2 separate regions of the Rattus norvegicus genome follow, and region 2 is linked to region 1. A link is a contact called in public Hi-C data. All regions are on one chromosome and are shown on one strand. The core of a region is the stretch at or near the end of the contact, and the rest is flanking DNA. Distances in the headings are between cores, read along the strand shown.

The links. A called contact is a pair of places that touch in the nucleus more often than the background predicts.
Region 2: a Hi-C map of kidney shows a contact between it and region 1, with 3 times the contacts expected there. The contact joins the enhancer-like site here to the promoter of Cables1 in region 1. A contact is called at or near these places in 3 of 12 Hi-C or Micro-C datasets (hepatocytes, kidney and psoas muscle).

What each region holds. Positions count from the first base shown.
Region 1 is chr18:3,350,344-3,353,070 of GRCr8, forward strand. Cables1 (Cdk5 and Abl enzyme substrate 1) reads left to right here and starts at 1,309. Exons shown (of 10, transcript NM_001415691.1): 1 at 1,309-2,303. The coding sequence starts at 1,573.
Region 2 is chr18:3,462,843-3,465,569 of GRCr8, forward strand. All of the region lies in intron 14 of Tmem241 (transmembrane protein 241), which reads right to left. Among named protein-coding and RNA genes, the nearest start is that of Cables1, 110 kb to the left of the region's middle. Within about 2 kb of position 1,324, at least 34 of the 93 cell types and tissues checked have an H3K27ac peak or open chromatin away from gene starts, as enhancers often do. A contact at or near this core is called in hepatocytes and kidney, where this site is marked.

The DNA of each region.
Region 1 (2,727 bases), core at 59-2,558:
AAATATGGCCCAGAATGAAATATAAACAATTGTTCCTACAAACAGCCACGAGACCTGTTTGTCCCTGTACTTGTAATCCAAACCCCGCCTATCTCCAATGGGTTGGCCGCACATCTCCAAGCCGTGTACGCTTGCCCTCCGCTACATAATTTACTCTGCTGAACTTGAAAAGGAGTGGAATTTCAAAGTAGAGTTACCCATTAGTTCCAAGGTTAAATTTAAACCTCTAATTAAATTAATCCGTTCATCCTAAATACTTTTCTTCTTCCTTAGAGAAGTATCGCACGTCTTCTTAGGTGTCACAGAGCCTAATTCAGGGTGACAATTGTTCCATACAGTATGTAGTAAGTCACCCACGCCTAGAGAACTCAGCGGGGGCCTTCGGAAGTGGCTGGGCAGTCCAGAAGTTGCTCATCTTAAAAGCACTTGTTGGGGTTGGGGCTGGTTCTTCTTAGACCCAGAGTCACTGTGTCCCTAGGCAGGAACTCATCTTTCCGGAACATATAACCAGGGGCCAAACAGAAGAATATCAGTCCGTTTATAGAAGAATAAAAGACTCGCAGACATTTGAGTGTAAGATTATTTTAACCTGCTCAGATCTTCACGGAAAGCGCAATACATTTTCAGAGACCGAGTGAAAACCCCAGCTGTCCTTTGCTAAGAGTATCAGGGGTGTGTATATTAACCAACCAGCTGGGCCAAATAGAAGGCGCTCACACACCCAAGCAACTAGGTAGGTGCCTTTACAGCTTGGCAGCCTCCCCCTGGGTCTGAGAAATAGTGGGGTCACATCCCAGTGATTAGCGGCACTTTCCGTGGGGTTGTCCACAGAGGACTCCCACGTAACTGTTAACAAGAACCGGTGTGTCCAGGCCCATGGGTAACGCCAGATTTGGTTATTGGGTCAGGTGCAAAGGCTCCAGGTGGTCGCCCCATAACTCTTCCAGGAGCACAAGCCTGGGCTGCGGCTCACCGGACTCTAGAGACACCCGCCGCTCTCCGCCCGAGCGTACAGGGGTGACGTGCTCGCCTCCAGCACCTGGCTTCCGCGCGCCCCAGGAATAGCTGGGACCGTGGGGATGGGCCCGATGAGCCCCCGCCCCGCCACGCGCCTGGGCTCTGCCTCCCTCCTCCTCTTTCACCTCCTCCTGCGCGGTCGCCTCCCGCCGCTGCGGCCTCCGCCTGCGGCTTTGTTTTCCTCCCAGGTCTCTTTCCCCACACGTGATACTGTGTTATTGCAAAGAGCGCTCTGGAGCGCGAGCGCGGGGCGCGCGCACTTATAAATACGGACCGCCCGGCCGGGAGCTCGTGATCGCGCGGCACGGAGGGCCCGGCCAGGCGCGCGTGGGTCCCGGACGCGGAGGGTGAGCCAGGCGCGTGTGGGTCCCAGCGGCGCCCGAGCGCCCAGGGCCGAGCATGGCCCGCCCGCGGGAGGGCAGGGCCGCCTCGCACACCGCCCGCGCCCCGCGCCCTGCCCAGCCCGGGTCGCCGGGGCTCGCGGCCGCCGCTTAGCACTCGGCACCCGCCACTCGCTTCTCCGGCACCGCGGAACTGACGCCGCACACGGACACAATGGCGGCGGCGACCGCCACCGCGGGCACGGCCGCTTGCAGCAGCAGCAGCAGCAGCAGCAGTCGCGGCGGCGGCACGGACGCCGCGGCCACCGGCGGGGTGCAGCCGCCGCCGCCTCCCGCCACCGCGCCGCCCGAACCTCTCCGTAAGCCGCGCATGGACCCGCGGCGCCGCCAGGCTGCTCTGTCCTTCCTCACCAACATTTCTCTGGACGGACGGCCGCCGCTGCAGGACCACGAGTGGGGCGGCGGCGAGGAGGGCGGCGCGGCCAAGCCCGGAGCAAGAGCTCGGTTCAGCCTGCTGGCCGCCGGCTGCAACGCGTTCTCAGCACCGGGCACGGCGGCCGCGCCGTGGATCGCCGGCTCCGGTTCCAGCCCTTGCCCGCTGCCTCCGTCCCTGGTCCCCCGGGTGTTGGGAGAGCCATCTCAGCCGCCCCGCTCAGCCCCAGCCGTCACTGGTGCTCAGCTGCAGTTGCCTGACGGGCCCGGAGGCGCAGGGCAGGAGGAACTGGAGGAGGACGATGCCTTCACCAACGTGCAGGTGCCACCGGCCAGCTTCTTGGGCTCCGGGACCCCCGGGAGTGCGAGCGGCAGTCGGGGCCGCCTCAACTCGTTCACTCAGGGAATCCTGCCCATCGCCTTCTCCAGGCAGAACTCGCAGAACTACTGCGCTTTGGAGCAGTCAGGCCAGGGTGGCAGCACTACCGCCTTGGAGCAGCTGCAGAGGTCCCGGTGAGTATCATGGACACCACGCACGCCCAGCTTTGCTGTGTCCGGATCACAGGAACCCCATTGGGGTCGCTCCCACCTTCCTGCTTCTGATTAGATACCGGGCTCCTGGGCAGAATCCCAAACCACTAGGACATCTGAAAGGGGAAGAGGCCCAGGGAGTGTGTGGCCACATGTGTGCACGAACCCGGCACTAAGCAGAACGGACGCACCATACTCCTGCTTTGGCCAGGGAGTTGGGGGTTGGAAGAAGCGGTTAAAAAGCGGAGCGTGGAGATCACTAGCTTCCTGAAAGCTCGTCTAGACCCGGAGGCGCGCGTCCCCAGCTCCGGGCGAGCGGCCGCTGGGCGTAGTGGGTGGGGCCGGGGCGGGCAGCGCTCGGAGCCCCAACTAGTAACAGACACGTGGGAACCCCTCTGGAAACTTT
Region 2 (2,727 bases), core at 74-2,573, 110 kb after region 1:
ATCTAACTCCAGTGCCAGGGGATCTGATGCCCTCTGCTGACTTCTGCAGACACTAGGCACACACGTGCTATACATACATGGGATCTGATGCCCTCTGCTGACTTCTGCAGACACTAGGCACACACGTGCTATACATACATGCAGGCAGAGCACTCAGACACATAATTAAGTAAATAAGTAGTAATCTAAAAACAGTTTCCAGAGACCAATTTACCATTCCAGACCAGATCCTTCTGGGGAGAATAAAGAGACACTTGACTAGCACTTGCCAAATGCGGTCCTCAGAATCACCCATGGGGCTTGTAAAACTGAGACTCCTTGTAATTCCAGAATCCCTGGAGGTGAGCATCTGGGACTCCACAGCTTACCCAGGTGGCATTTTTTCCCCAAGCTTGACAACCACAGCCATAGAGGTGTCAAGGTATCATAATAAAACATGTAGAAGACAGTCAAGGATTCTGGTGTAGGAAGAGGAAAGACATAGGCAAAGAAATGTTGGGTGCACATCTTTAATCCCAGCACTTGGGAGGCATAGGCAGGCCGATCTCTGTGAGTTCAAGGCCAGCCTGGTCTACACGAGGACAGCCAGGACTACACAAAGAAACCCTGTCTCCAGAAACACAGACAACAAAACCGTAAAGTGAATCATAAATCCTAGCTGGCCTGAATAAAAGGCACTCAGTCCGGGCATTTTATTTACAAGCTGTCAGCCTAGACTGGGAGTTTGGAGCGATCCTAACTTATTTCCTAGCCCATGTCCCCTGTTACTTGCTGTTTTCATGGCCACGTGCTCATGGCATCTCCTCTCATGGCTGGCCTCCTCCACTCTCCGACTCCTTTCTTCTGTCTCCTCTCTATGAAAGCCCGCCTGTCTCTACGTACTAGAGGTAGAGGCTCTAGCCTTCTGTTGATCAGTTAAATTGGAGTGCGAGGTTTGTATAGCATCTGCTGGTGTACAGGAGGAGCAGACCATGGGAGCCAGCATTTAGCATCTGAATAGAAGCAGCACCAGGACCAACCCACTGCACAAAACAAACAAACAAACAAACAAACAAACAAGGATGCTGTGGCAGCTAATGGGCCACACGGGCCACACAGCCAAACAGGAGAAACACAGTGGGAAGCAGACCCTTGTGCCCTCCCAGTCGGGGAATCATTTGTTATGATGTCAATTCCAGTGTCTGCAGAGCAAACTGTAAGCGCTCAGAAGACACTCAGAGGTGATGCCAGCTGCTCTGAGTCCAGAGCTTCAGGCTGTGCTACAGACAGATGGATGACTGGAGCCATGTGAGTTCACAGCAGTGCCACCGGAGAAAGTGGGGTGATGGAGCAATTATGAATGGAGTGACTGAGCACAGCCAATCACAGCTAACCATGACCTCATACCACAAAACCACTGCTCTAAAAACCCGGCCTCGCCAAGAGTCAAATATTGACCAATGCCCTCATTTACATGGTACAAACTAAGCCACTAAAAGGACACCTGCATGACAGGAACAGCCACAGCCCACTGGGCCACACAAAGCAGCAGTTCAAGCACTGAACCCTGCCTGCTGCACCTTCTCCATGCACTCGGGAAACGTGCTTCCTCTTTCACTGTCAGTGAGTCCAACCATCGCAGAAGGAGCAGGCAGTTAGGAGAAGACCTGAGTCTTCAGAGACATAACACCTAGTGACAGGGCAGAGGAGAAGGCATTTACAAAGACGAGGAGGCGTGGGGAGTGAGGGGAAGATGGCTGGGAGAACGGCACGGCCCAAGAAGCCAGGACAAGGACTGATTCTCAGGAGAAGGCAGCAGTGCTTATGAGATGCGGGAGTCGCAGCGTGAGTCAAAGACAAGAACACTGCCAAAGACTCAGGAACGCTATTTTAGGGGTGTGAATGCAGACCCAAGCACTGGACAGGCCAGGAGACAGAAGGAGGTCGGCAAGGAGAGCTATGGCTTGGGGAGGTTTAGCTGTGAACAGGAGAAAGGGGCCGGAGAGTGTGTTGAAAGCCGAGAACCAAATGTCAACTCCCACAGTCAGTGTGCGTACAGCAGAGAAGCCTCTGCCTTTGTGAAACTGCTCCACGGCCTTGGGTCACTCCAGTTCACAGCTTGGAACTGGCCCTGTAAGGCCCAAAGACCCATCAACACAGTGGAAACAACAGCAGACCCCGAGAAACAAACTTTGAAACCACATGCCGTAGCCTCCACTTTAAACTCCTTCCTTTAAAAGTTTCCCCTAGAACCAGACCCAATTCTCAGCAAGAGCCTGTCTTCCCTACACTGAAACATGAAAACGTTCTTGTTCCTTCCCACTGCTGAATTAACTCAAACTTTGTCTCCTTGATGGATATGCTGGAGATTGGGGGCCAGGGGCGGGGTGGTCTCTACATACACAGAGGTGGTAAAGAAAAGCTTTCTTGTGTGTGCTTTCTAAATAGGAAAGACAGGGCATTTGTATCCAATAGAGAAGCTGAAGGTTAAGTGACTAAACACATCCCTGGATGTTCTCACTGGTGTGTGTCAACTTGACACAAGCTGGAGTTATCACAGAGAAAGGAGCCTCAGTTGTGGAAATGCGCCCTTGAGAATTTGAACACTGTCTTTAAGCTGGTGGCACTATTTGAGGAGGTGCTGCAGCCTTGCTGGAAGATGTACGTCGCTGGGGAGAGGCTCCAAGAGGTTATAGCCTCACCCCACTTTGCTCTGTTTGTACGACCCCTCAGCTTCCTGCTCTGCCT